3 separate regions of the Zea mays genome follow, and all the other regions are linked to region 1. A link is a contact called in public Hi-C data. All regions are on one chromosome and are shown on one strand. The core of a region is the stretch at or near the end of the contact, and the rest is flanking DNA. Distances in the headings are between cores, read along the strand shown. Region 1 holds the start of LOC100383950 (Abscisic acid receptor PYL2). Region 2 has its middle 22 kb from the start of LOC100273707. Region 3 holds the start of LOC118472062.

Region 1 (4,649 bases), core at 1,889-4,388:
ACTAGGGTGACCTATTGGGTCCCATCAAAGTTAAGTCTATGCATGAATAAGTGATAATAAAGAACATTATTGGGTAAATGAAAGTGATCAAGGGCACAACTTGCCTGGCACTTGAGATTCCAGATATCAGGATGATTCTTCAAATCCTCGTGACCTCACTACTAGTCGTAGCAATACAAACAAACATGGTATAGACAAAATTAACACCACACCAAACATAAGAACAAGATACATATTAATAATCTACATATTAAAATAAGATTCTAGGAATAGGAATCATTAATTTTGGAGTTATAGATTTTAAGTTATGAATTTCTGAAGATTCTATGTGTTTTTTACAAGATTAAATAGGATATAAATTTTAATATGACTTTCATGTCAAAACAGTGGCACTAATTGATAAACAATAATATTATAAAATTATAGAAATTGAAATGGATTGATTTGGACTTCATATGAATTTTATATGAATTAAACAAGTTCTAGCATTTATTTTCACATTAAAAATCATTTTCTAATTACTTTTACTGGATTTTATAAATCTCTGGACTGGGTACATGAAAATAGAGAAGTCCCGGGGCAAAACCATAAAACTCTCCCAGACTCAGAGCTAACACAGCGTGGACAGCAGGTTGATTCCGTTATTTCTCGGGGTCTCTTTAGTAAATCGTACTCGCGAAGGGGTATCACGGCATGAGAACCGTCCGATCAACACCGGACGCGCCAGATTAAATCACCAGGGGTTTGAATCGGTACGCGCCGTAGGCCTTCGGATCCAAGATCCACGACCCGCATTTCCCCGCGATGACCCATCAGATCCGCCCGATCGTATCTCAACGACCAGATTTTAATGCTGCGAAGGGGTATCGCAGTTTTAATCCCGGCCACCAGAATCTGATCCAACGGCCAGGAGGCCATCGCCTATCTTCTAATCGTGGCCACACAACTCTAATCCGACGGCGCTAGACCAAACTCTCCACCCCGACCCAGTGTGCGGTGGCGCCGCCCCTTCGCACCGCACAACCACGCCGGAGAAGAAGGCCCTGGCCGCCCAGGTACGCGATACACCACCCCGATAGCCCCCACACGTTTCCCTACCCATGGAGAATGAGATGGGAAGGTTACTTACACACTAGGGGCACCAGAGTAACCTGGCCATGGTGCACAGCGGTTCTAGCCCGGTCGAAGTGCTCCGGCGAGCAATTGACGGCAGACACGCCACGCACACACCCTACCGCGGGGTCCTATAGATTCCAGGGGGTAAAGGGAGTCAACCAGAGGATTACTTACCCAAGGTTGGGGCATTGGTGGAGTTGCCCGCGTCACGCAGCGACCGCACGGCAGAGAGACAACCCCAGCAAGAAATTTCGCCCTCCCAGGTCGCTCAGCCGCCTGGGAATGTCTTCTGCAATGTGCCTTGGTGCCGCGGTGAAGTTCAGTGAGTCCCGCCCAGCTCAGTTCGACGGTTAGAGCTCGATTTCTCTCCTCCCTCTTCTCTCGTTCCGCAGGTGGGGCTCTTTTGTGCAGACACACGATGGATCCATTGGCCATGGGGGAAGCGGTAGGTCATATGGTCGAGAGGAGCCGGGATCCATGGGTTTGTTGCAACGGCATCCGCGGATTTGGCGGTGGCGAGCTCCCACCAGCACGCATGTCGGGGCCGTCACGGTGGTAGGCGAGGAAGAGGTCATACTGACCATTGGGGCCCGCACAACCGATCACAGATGAGCGCTTGACAGGGTGGCCCCACACGTCATCGAGAAGGGAAAATATCACGCACCCGCGGATGTGAGCTTGACACGCCGGGCCCACCGGATGGCGCAGTAGCCACGCTGGGCCGCACAAAGGAGGGAGTTAGTGGGCCAAATGTGAAGTCTGGGCCCAGTTAGGTTTTTTTTCTTTTTATTTTCCTTTCTTTTCTTTTCTCATTTTAGATTTCAAATTCCACTTCAAATTTTGTTGTAAGGTTCATACCTAGGTTAATTGTATAAATTCTAATCTCAGTATGGATGAATTATATTTATTTATATGTTTATTTTATTTATACCATATAGTGTTTTCTTCTCTTTTCTCAAATTCTAATATTTCCTTTTCTAATTCAAGGTTCTCACTTCAAATTCAATTCAAATTCCAACTCATGTTTTGAACTTCAACTTTTCAAGTGTCAAAATAATTACTAATATAAAATGTACTGTTTACAATATTATTTTTCCATTCTTTTCCTTATCATTTATTTATGGAAGGAGTAAATGTTACTTCAAACTTAAATGTTCATGTAAATAAAGGCTTATGGTGCATCCTTTAATTTAATGATATGCATAATTATTTAGTTGAATAGAAACTTTACTATTACTTTTTCTAAAATAATTCTTGGTTTTTACAATTCAGTCCTCAATTTTTAATACTCAAGTATAATTGGGGATATCTGAATTTACTATTTTATCTCTTCATATATTTATTTTATTATTATAAAAAAATATATACAGATTTTGGTCCTTACATAAATGAACTAATTCGTCGCACAATGCTGTACAAAGAGATCATAGGCTATAGTCCAGACAAGCGCCATCCTACACCAGGTCAAAAAAAAATGTATGCACGACTCCAAACAGTTTTCTTGGGATCCAATCTAAACAAAAGTCACACTTTTGGAGACTAGACAATTTTCCTAGGATCCAATCTAAACAGCGCTTGCAAGGAATCCAAAACCACTTTTCACGTTGACAAGCCAAAATTGCGAGAACTTATTGTTTCTCGTAGCTTTCTCACAAGTTTAATTTAATAAATTATTACAATACCGTTAATGAAACTGTTTTTTTTGCTGAATATTATATGTAGATAGAAGAGATTCAGCTCCGCTAGAAAAGGAGCCCGACTGAAATAAACCCAAGTTGACCCTTCAGAGCTAGCTAGATTGACATCGGACCCACTAGCTAGCTTCTTGCCTCGAGTGGCTCAACGAAAGAGAAGAGCTCAGCTCCCCCATGACCATGACCTGAGCAAAAATGGTCCCTCTCCGGCCCGGGTGAACGGACCAAATTAAAACCCAAACAAAGGCACCAACAACTGAAGAAGGCAGCCATAAAAAGGTGAGACACCTCCCAGCGTACAATCAATCAATCCTGCTGGCTGGGGTACCAATACCATACTGCCCCTGCTCCATTTGATGACCTGACCCTGACCCTGACCCTGACCCTACTATAATACAAGCGCAGCAGCCACTGAGTCCTGAGAGCGCGCAACAGCAGCTAAGCTAGCACTAGCAGGCGGCCGGGCAGGTCGGCATGGAGCCTCACATGGAGAGCGCGCTGCGGCAGGGCCTGTCGGAGGCGGAGCAGCGGGAGCTGGAGGGCGTGGTGCGCGCGCACCACACGTTCCCGGGGCGCGCGCCGGGGACGTGCACGTCGCTGGTGACGCAGCGCGTGGACGCGCCGCTGGCCGCCGTGTGGCCCATCGTGCGCGGCTTCGGCAGCCCGCAGCGGTACAAGCACTTCATCAAGTCGTGCGACCTCAAGGCCGGCGACGGCGCCACCGTGGGCAGCGTCCGCGAGGTCACCGTCGTCTCGGGCCTCCCGGCCTCCACCAGCACCGAGCGCCTCGAGATCCTCGACGACCACCGCCACATCCTCAGCTTCCGCGTCGTCGGCGGCGACCACCGCCTCCGCAACTACCGCTCCGTCACCTCCGTCACCGAGTTCCAGCCGGGCCCCTACTGCGTCGTCCTCGAGTCCTACGTCGTCGACGTCCCCGACGGCAACACCGAGGAGGACACGCGCATGTTCACCGACACCGTCGTCAAGCTCAACCTCCAGAAGCTCGCCGCCATCGCCACCTCTTCATCGGCCAATTAATTCCTCCTCCTCCCCCTCCGGTGCCGGTGGTGCCACGGATCATCGTCACTAGCTAGCGCGCGCTAATCCATTGCGTCCAAGGCATGCCCTGTTCGTTCCGTTGCTACTGCAAATTGCCTGCAATGGTGACGATGCTTCTTGCTTGCTTTTTCATCTCTCCATCCGTCCATCGTTTCTAGCTCTTTGGAACGAACAAGAAGCTAGCTAGCTAGCTAGAGAGAGAGAAAAAAAATGTTGTCCAACAGTTTGCTATAAACGACCTTTTCCTTTTATTTCATCGTAACTAATTCAGCCTTTCGGTATTGCAAATCTGCTGCGTCGGTGACATCGAAAGGGGTTGCAAGTTGGTGTTATTTTATATATATCCTGGTTTTCTTCTTCTTTGTAAATAAATATACACGTACGTCGTCTCTGCTGTTATCCTTATCCCTGCAGTGTCATAATACCGCGCGCGCCAGTCTATTTTGTGTTTTGTCAATCAAGTCCCGGTAGTTGGTACCCATACTTTTATGACATCTATTTCTTTGTTCGGTTCTTTTGTACTACTATACTCTTCTTCGATCAGGTTTCTTTGAGGAAAAAGAAAAAGGCAAAATAGATGGCGCGCGCGCACGCACACAGAGCGTGTTCATGTGCTTCAGCTGAGACTTTACCCTTTTTTTTTCTCATGTCAAGTATCCAAGAAAAATTGCTACGGGTACAAATGGCCAGGCCGGCACACGTCACGCTGGCGCTCACGGCATGTGTTGTTTCAACTTCTCTGGGCACAAGTTGTTACAAACTGTCAAACACTCAATT
Region 2 (4,483 bases), core at 774-3,273, 160 kb after region 1:
GGTGGCCATTTAAGAATGTCGGTCTTAATGGCTAACGTACTTAATGCCACGTGGCTCACCCATGGATCCCCGGTTAGGTGCCATGTGGCTCGTAGTTAAGAACGTTGTCCCCTTTGTACCGACGTTTTTATATGTTTAAGTATGTCAGGTTTTGCCTTGTCGACGTTATTGACTTAAGAACGTTGGCCCCGACATTCTTAGTTGTTTAAGGACATCAAATATTGTACATCGGCAAGCCGATGTTCTTAATCTAAGAATGTCGGTTCCCAGCCTCGACGTTTTTTCCTGGTTTTCCTGTAGTGGTGGGGGCATGATCCAATCTAATGCCCTTCTTTTTCTTATTGCTTCTCTTTGATTTTTATTTGTTGAAGCACACTGGGTCATTGTTAGAGCATTTATCATGAGCCATAATTGTCTTACCTTGAATTTTGCTCATGTATTTTTCTTGTTTCTTGTTTGCTCTAGGAACTTGTTTTTGCTTTTGACATGTCTCTTGACTCCACCAACTCCTTGACCGATCAAGGTGTGGGTGGCTGGCCACGTGGCACTCCCGAAGCCCCACCCATTGATCAGGGTCATCGCAGGGCATCTAGGACACTGGTGTGTTGGGACACCGGTAGGGTGGGGCCTCTCGGAGCTAAGGTGCACTAGGCCCCCATGCCTGCTCGGTGGTCGGTGGAGCGGTTGCCTGAAGGAGTCCACCTGGAGATCCGAAGACCATCCAAGGCGGTCTGAGGCCAGTAGTGGGGCCTCGGGAACATATGTAACCGTCGGGCGAAGAAGACCCCGGGGTCTGTATCCCTCCTAATGGTTTCCAGGGCCTCCAGCGGGAACCTCGAAACAAGTGGTAGCATCGAACCACACCAAAGGTAGGGGCAGGCTAGGCCCATGGTGCAACCAGACCCCGCCAACAGGATAGTGAGGGTTGTTGCAGAAGGAAGCCTCATGCAAGCTTACGTGGCAGGGGCCCTTTTGCGTTGCAGAGTTCTTGGCCATGTACTCTCGTTATCTCTTTAGAGGAGTCTTGTCGACCCGACCCGCCTCGAAGGCAAGACCCGTAGCCTGCCCTCTTCGTGTAGGGCTAGTTTTACTGTAGCGTCTCGGGCAATCATACCCAGAATGCTGACATGGGCTAGAGTAGTTTCCAGGCCCTGGGCCCTGGTCCGGTGGACAATGGTCTCTATATAGTGGGCCTAGAAGTTTGTCTCCTGCGTCAATATCTTTAACCTGAATTGTCGACAAAAAACAACAACGACAGATACCCATGCCCTCCTCCACCGTAACAGCATATTCAACGGAAACAATACTATGCTCTTTTTTTAAGGCAAAGTACTATATATTCATTTCGTTGTTATACAAACTAATTCTTAAAATCATCTTAAACCAAACTTATAAGGTCGAATAAATCCATAAAAGAGCGTGATTATTTATTATGTCAAATTAGAATCATAAACATGGTTGATTTTTTTATAATTCATTTATTTGGTTTGGTATCATTATAATTGCCTTTACAAATCTCGTTAAACATAAGATAACCCTGGAAACAAAAAAGTTAACTTAAGATGGATCTAATTCAGAAAATATTGTTGTCGGAAGTTTATACGTTTCCAGCTTCCTACAAAAGTTGTTGCACTGTTCGAAGCAGATTCACAGTGTCTGATCAACTGCTGGCTTGCCTTTTTTTATTTTCTTTTGAGAAAATTCTGATCAACTGCTGGTACCTGGACGTGTGTGTGTGTGTATATATATATATATATATATATATATATATATATATATATATATATATATATATATATATATATATATATATATATATATATATATATATATATATATATATATATATATATATATATATATATATATATATATATATATATATATATATATATATATATATATATATATATATGTTCATAACATAAGGTCGGAGGCGGGCTGTGCCGACACGTATGGGCTTGGGCCAGATGGGTATAGATTCGGCCCGCAGAACGGGGGGGCAGGCGGCGCAACGGGTTTCCCGCCGTGACCCGTCCGTCCCCCTGACGTGACGAGTCGAAGCGAGAGTCAAAGTGCTGAAGCACTGCACAGCAGCGCAACAGTGTGCGTGCTGTGTGTACACACGGGACAAGTCTCTGCGTCGTCTGCGTCACTGACAAGGAGGAGTATATTTGCTTGCAACAGCTACGTGACGAGCGAGGCGAGGTCAGGTATGCAGTGTGCTCCTGTCTGTCTCAGCCGCTAGCTAAGCTAGCAGCAGCCAGCAGCAACAGCTAAAAACCAGACCTGGCATGGGATTGTGCCGTCTGAAATCGATTCAGACGCCCCTGTGGGCTGTGGCCTGCCTGTCCCAGCTCAAAAGGGAAGAGGCCTCAGCCCCTCTTTTCTCTGCTGCAACTGCAAGCTGCGCTGCATGGTTCTGTATCCCGAGTGTGTGATGCTGATGCATGCAAGCGTGTAGTCAACATCCCTGGCTATGGCTTGCAGTTGCAGTCGTTTTATACCATGCATACTACCAGCAGCCTGTAGAATAGACCAACTACTCAAATACTTGTAGTGTCATGACTCATGAGAGGGTTTGCAATGGCATCTCTTGTCGCATTTTGTTAGCAGATGTTATATATGGGATAGGACAAGCAGAAGGGGCAGGTGAGATGACGACGTTCCAATTTCCAGTTCCATTGTTGTACATACCATTACCATTGGGGTACTGTGTGGTTCGCAAGAGGCCAGCCTAGGCACTCTTCTGTGTGCGACGATGTGTCCATCTCGAAACAACTGACGTCCGCCTCGCCGTCCCCCTCATCAGTCATCACCATCACCGCCCCTGCAGTACCTGAGGTTTGGACGCATGCACGCATGCACGGACACTGCCGCCATGCCCTGCAGCCTCTGCCATGAACTGTCAGCTCATCGCCGGGACGCAATACAATGCCCACAGCATGGACAAACTTGGTTTATGGCTGACGCTTTGGATCATTTGGCACCACAACAGCCAAGAACGAACACGGTTAGATTGATCTCATCCGAATCACCAAACTGAACTTCTCGTGTCTTAATCAAGAATGCAACAATCATCTTGGTTGTGGCTCTTATTTTTTTGCACCGTGTAAAACAAAAAAGGAAATAAGACCAATACGCGTCACTACCGGAAATCCGGCTCTTTACTGAGTGCTCGACGTTTTGCCGAGTGCATTTTGTCGGACACTCGACGAAATAACACTCTTGGCAACGACCACATTTACCGAGCATAAGACACTCGGCAAAGACAGACACTCAGCAACGACGACCACATTTACTGAGTGTCTGTCTTTGCCGAGTGTCAAACCCTCGGCGAACGACGACGCTTGACAAATAGCTGTCATCAACCGTCTATAGCTAACAACCGTTAACTTTGCCGAGCGTCAGACGTTATCACTCGGCAAAGAAGCTATTTTGTTGAGTGTCAGCAAACCATCATTTTGCGAGTGTCTTCTTTGACATACGACAAAGTATATTTTTTTCAAACAAATTTTTTGTGGTTTGTTTCTACACTATATAGATCTACATGTTCGATTTTGGCATAATTATAAAAATGTTTGCTATAACTATTAGATTTTGTCCGTTTAATTGAATTTTCTCAAATAATTCAGATTTGAATTGCAAGTCACTCGAAACATGAAAAACCGAGAATGCAAAATGATATTCATGTTATTCAAAAGTTGATTGAAATTTTCGAGCACCATGCTCACGAAACAAGATTCATTGGTAGCTCTTTACCCTGTGAAGAGTACAGACCTAATGAGACTCGATCTACTCTAGCGTGGTTAGTGAGGGAAAGTTTTGGCCACTGTGTTCCCAAAGCCACAGCCATCATACAATGACTACGACGTCGTGGACCGCTAGATTCATCCCTTCCCATAGCGACCTCTTCCAATGACTAGGGACTACGGTTATGGGCTAAGAGCAACTCTAACAGTTTGGGATAATTTGTTTGGCAAATTTTGGATTTTAGCAACTCCCGGAATGTTATGGTAAAAGAAAAAAAATACCCACCTCCAACAGTTTCTTATAATTTGACTTGGCAAAACTAAAATAGGCCCACGCTCCTATCTTTCCGCGATCCTCTGCCTATCCTCGCGCCAGACTGTTTTTGCCACGACTGTAGCCGTCGCGCTCGCGCCAATGTCCACCGCCGCGATTGGGCGCGATTGCCGCCGGCAGTCACCGTTCCTAGAAGGAGCAGTGGGCGCTGGCGCTACGAGCATCAATCTGTAATTGGTTTCAAATCACTTTTGCAAATCTGTCGGCGCCAGACTGTTTTTTTGCTTCCTGTAATTGTTGCGTTCATCAATCTGTTGCTGATGGCCGGGATAAATTGTCTGATCTTGCACAATTTTCATTCCTAGGAATCGACATCATGATTGGTTTCAAATCACTTTTGCAAATGGAACTGGACGACGATTCATCTTGCAATGACGATGATTATTTCATCATCGCA
Region 3 (4,784 bases), core at 2,227-4,726, 250 kb before region 1:
GAAATGGAAAAGAACGATCATATTTTTATAGTGTTTGGATGAGAGTCACATGAGGACGATGCGAATATCGGAGCAATTTTTGGTGATGGCGTCGTCCAAAAAATCGAGGGTACTGTTTCACCCCGCCTAATCCTACTTTAACATCAAACCAAACATATAATTAGTTAGTACTAATATGAGGAATAGACTTATCCCACTAAATTTAATAAATAGACTAATGATACGTCACCTCGTTTTGAATGAATTGATTGCTTAAATCAAACACCCCTAAAATATGCAGCTCGGAGTTCTCTTTTCAGCTAGAGACCATGGTTCACCTTCTGACTGAACGTATAGATATCCAAACGGACCGGGCTTGCCGGGCGGCCCGACACCCGGCACGGATTTGGTCCGGCACGAATCCGGCACGACACGTAGTGAACCGGGCCATGCCTGGGCCAAAGGTGTGGCACGACGGGCTAGGCCTGGCACGACCCGATTTTATTTTTTTCTATTTTTCATATAAATACATATATTATACTTGAATATAGAGTATAAAACACAAGAAACATGTGTTTTTGTTGGTTATGTAGGTGTAAATAAATGTTTAGAGCTAATAAATATGATTTAAACCCTAAAAAATACATACTTTTAGGATATTTGTATAATTTAAACGTTATATATTGTTATGGGCCCGTTAGGCCCGTCGGGCCGTGGACCGGCCCGGCACAATTATTAATCTAGCGGGTCGTGTTTGGGCCTCGTTTGGGACCCGTGGGTCGGCACAGCACGGCCCGCTAGCTAATCCGGACCGGACCGGTACGGTCCTAATCCATGTCGGGTCTAGCCGTGCTCGGGCCAGCACGGCCCGTCCATTTGAACATCTATAACTGAACGTAGGTTGGCCGAGGCCAAGCGGCTCATCCGCGACTTTCTCCACCTGACGTCCAGCCTTCCAATATGAAGCAGTTTGAAGTGGTTTGGAAGACGGTTTTCAAAACAAGCTCTAGAAAAAAGCAGAGAAATATCTAGAAAATTTCTAAATCAGTTTTACTCGATGTATAAACATGTTTCCGAAATATACAATAATATGATGCGAATAGCATGGATGTAACGTACACTGATGCTAGCTGAATGATGGATCCATTCTACGCCATTTATGTTTGGTGGGCCTTAGAGTAACTCCAACAATATCTTAAACCTTTGGCTCAAATTAAAATATATGGTTCTACCCATGAAAAACTACTCCAACAATACTTATCTTATAAAATTTGGTCAAAAAATTATAGAACACCCTTTTAAGGGTCTCAAATATACTACTACATCCGTTCTCGAATATTTGTCATTTGTTAGTTTAGTTTTGAACTAAAACACGACAAATAGAAAATAACAGAGGGGCTGTAGTAGGTTGTCCTATAATCTAGATTTTTTGAGGTTTTACTGTTGCAACAGCGGAATATTTTAGAATATTTAGTTAAAGTTCTTTCTGTTGAGAAGTTCTCTCAAAAAATGGATGAGAGGAATGGTCGAGCAACCAAGGTCGATTTTAGAGGTCCATTGACCATTAAGCACAGTGAAAACCAGTGTCGAAATTCTGAATTATAAGCAATACCACTGTTATGGTCGCTAGATCGGTGACGGATTGGAGAGGGATATCGATGGGCAGGAACGTCGGCCGGAGGCCTGTACCCACGGCCGAGCAAAAAGAGTGTTTCTCCCTTCTAATTCTTAACTGATTTATATCTCATCCATTGATTACATAAATAGGTCGGCTGACTACCCCTATCTAGCTAGAGATCCTTATCTTCTTAAAACTCTCAACAAATTACTAACTGATAACTTTCCTAAATAATTTTAACTAATCTCTTAAATAGTCTCAACTAATTTTCTAATCTTATCTCTAACTATCATTATCTAATCTTCCTTGAAGAGCCTATGACTGCTGCTACCGTAGCCCCTCGGTGGGCCTAGTTAGGCTCTGACAACCAGTGCTCTGGAGCTGCAGGGAAGGCCGGAACAAGGCGACAAAAGGCATTCTCTTCCTACCTTCACCTTGTGCGAGTTGCTGAGGTGTCCATGCCTGTGCGCCTCCGTCGTTGCAAGCTTGCACGTAACGTTGCAAGTACAGTGAGGGTATCTCTTCATTCAGGTATTCAGGTAGTATTGGAGATGCGTTGCTGTGGCTAGTGTTTTCTGCAGAAAAAGTCTACTGCTTTATGCCTGGCAAATCATATGCAGTTATATATTTTAGAAATTCTACGTGGCTTAACCGTAACGTGAGAATCACTCTTTACACGGTAGCGTTCAGTGCTTGGCTCCAAAAGCACTATGCATACAGATGCATCACCCTTTACGCGTAACACACGTACGCAACTGGCAATTGTTTCCGTAAATTATAGTATTTTTTTTCTTTTTATAAATTATGTAATTTTCTTAGCTTCGGAAATTATGTAATTTTCATTTATGTTTTTATAAATTGTTTGTTTTATTTGTTTAATTATGGACTCATATGATTTTTTTATTTTAATAAAGCGTTGTGCTAAAGTCTGTAAAAAAAAGTTGATGTAACGACGTTGAAACTACTATAGACAAACGGTAAATGTTGTACCCTGAAACACTATGTTTGACGATGGTAGATAATGAAATCGACAGTACGGTCGGTAGACGTAGCTGATTCGATGATCGACAAGCATAGGCAATGACTGCTATACAAGCAGTCTTTTTTTCAAACGTGCAAGTAAACTATCTGATCCATTAGATTACGATCCAACCATAAATACAACCATGATTTGTTAGAGGTTTTTTATAAAAATTATTGAGCTGGTGGTGAAAGGGTTTAAGTGTTAAATATGATCTACGGTTGGATCACGATATAATAAATCAGATATTTGCTTGTACGCTTAGACTGTTTGTATAGCAGTCGTTGCCTAGTTAAAAAGATTCATGTGTGTGCATGATAAGGGAGTGTTGACGACGACCTGACTGAGATCCAGCCGATTGGCTCCACAAGTCTACCACACCACAATAAAGAAACTAATCTCACTCTTATTTAACATTATTAACACCCTAGGCATGAGCCCCAGGCTAACAGAAAGCACCTTCTTGCCGCCATAATCTACCTTATCCTTCCTAATCCGCTGGGATAACTCTCTTTTTCTTGGCCGGAGGTAACATGCTTGTCTGTCTCAGCCCGAAGGGCGTTGTTCCGCATGCTCCCCATCAGCTAAGTTATCATTGATTTATCCAAATAAGTGACAGATGTCCATTTCTTGCTTCATGTCAACAACGAAGAGACGGAGTTCATAAGTAATAAAATAGCACAAGAAATGAAGAAATATTAATGTACTAATCTATCAAGATCACATGGAGTAAGGGCAACTATCACTCGCTCTCCGGCCGTGAGTTCACAAAATTTCTCCGACTAAACAAGACGCTTATCCAACCACTTGGATAGCTCTCCCTTTTTCTCCTATATATATCCACATAAGCTGCGTCCCTTTGATGTCAAAACATTGAATGGCAGAGCCTTACAACTTAGCACCTCATGGAGTACCCTCGTGTCACAAGGAGATTTGCAATAAACCAGGTGACGAAAGCTCCGAGTCTTACAATTCCTTCTCGGGCGCGTCCAGTGGGTCCTTGTGCTCATCAGCTTCCAACGTGTCTGATGATGCAACTTCTTCCCCACCTGGCCATCGCTCTGAGCCATCCTCAGCATCTTCGAGCACGTTGCATCTGGACGCCGAGGGTCCCCTGTATGAGTTATCCTCGCTGCTAGATGAGCTTCCAATCAGGTGCATGTTTATAATCATTTACCTTGAAGAAAAGTCATAAAAGCTGTCCAATTTCTACAAATAAATCACAATGTGGCTTCACAATGTAGTTTTGTAACTTTTACATTCATGATGAAGGTAGAAAAAGATATAGCCTCAAAATTACAAATGCTTCAATAAGTTTTGCGATTTCTTTGCACTATTATCTTCTATTAAACCAGCAAGCTTCTGTCCCTACCATACAATGGAATGATCTGTTATTTGTTATAAAAAGCTTGCAAATTCACTTTCAGCTCAACAAAACTTGATACTGCTCTGTGATAACTAGTAGAGGTTCCCTTTTGCACAAGATCTATGATAAGCATGCAGCAGAGTTCAACTTCATATGTATATTTGCTGAAAGGAAAAAATACTGAGTGGATATATAACACAATGTCATGATTATAAAAGATGGATAGTCAACATTACTTCTATAAATTTCACTTCAGATGCAAAGCATTCCAACTCATGTTCAATTAACACGATTTCCACAGGAAAGGGCTGTCCAATTACTACCAAGGGAAGGCCCAATCATTCACGTCTATATCTGATGCTACAAGTGTTCAAGACCTTGCAAAGAAAGTTTCATACAGTAAGAGGATGAGAGCAAGCAAAAGCTATTCAGTAGGATTAGACATGAACCAACGGACAATCATTGTATCAAGGCCGTGCAACAAGATGATAGCAAAGAGGCCCTCAAATGGTTCATTTGCTAGAGTAATGCCAGGAACTAGCAACACCAGCAATTTGAACATCAGCACTAAATCATATGCCCACCAGAACAAGAGAGTTGCAACACATATTGATCTGTAACAAAGGGAAAACTAGGGTGACAAGCCTCCACTTTCCATTGACGAGCTGTGCTTCGTGTGTGCTTTATGCATGAAAATCTGAACAATATTTGTTTCTACAATCAACCTGATTTCTTATGTGCTTCATTTCATGATAAATAAAAAGATCGATCAATCAAATGGATGTAATGAGTAACGGTGA

What was found. Hi-C and Micro-C count contacts between places; a contact is called where the count stands out from the background.
Region 2: a contact with region 1 is called in a Hi-C map of tassel, with 2.3 times the contacts expected there. The contact joins the enhancer-like site here to the promoter of LOC100383950 in region 1. A contact is called at or near these places in 4 of 25 Hi-C or Micro-C datasets (ear, leaf, root tip and 1 more).
Region 3: a contact with region 1 is called in a Hi-C map of leaf, with 4 times the contacts expected there. The contact joins the promoter of LOC118472062 here to the promoter of LOC100383950 in region 1. A contact is called at or near these places in 5 of 25 Hi-C or Micro-C datasets (ear, leaf, tassel and 1 more).

What each region holds. Positions count from the first base shown.
Region 1 is chr5:155,386,165-155,390,813 of Zm-B73-REFERENCE-NAM-5.0, forward strand. LOC100383950 (Abscisic acid receptor PYL2) reads left to right here and starts at 3,139. Exons shown (of 1, transcript NM_001176567.2): 1 at 3,139-4,229. The coding sequence starts at 3,285. The coding sequence ends at 3,851.
Region 2 is chr5:155,550,533-155,555,015 of Zm-B73-REFERENCE-NAM-5.0, forward strand. No RefSeq gene overlaps it. Among protein-coding and RNA genes, the nearest start is that of LOC100273707, 22 kb to the right of the region's middle. Within about 2 kb of position 2,024, at least 17 of the 20 cell types and tissues checked have an H3K27ac peak or open chromatin away from gene starts, as enhancers often do. A contact at or near this core is called in ear, leaf and tassel, where this site is marked.
Region 3 is chr5:155,140,166-155,144,949 of Zm-B73-REFERENCE-NAM-5.0, forward strand. LOC118472062 reads left to right here and starts at 3,477. Exons shown (of 2, transcript XM_035959151.1): 1 at 3,477-3,773; 2 at 4,286-4,722. The coding sequence starts at 3,496. The coding sequence ends at 4,604. It overlaps LOC103627072 (haloacid dehalogenase-like hydrolase family protein), which reads right to left. Exons shown (of 13, transcript XM_035959150.1): 13 at 3,224-3,750.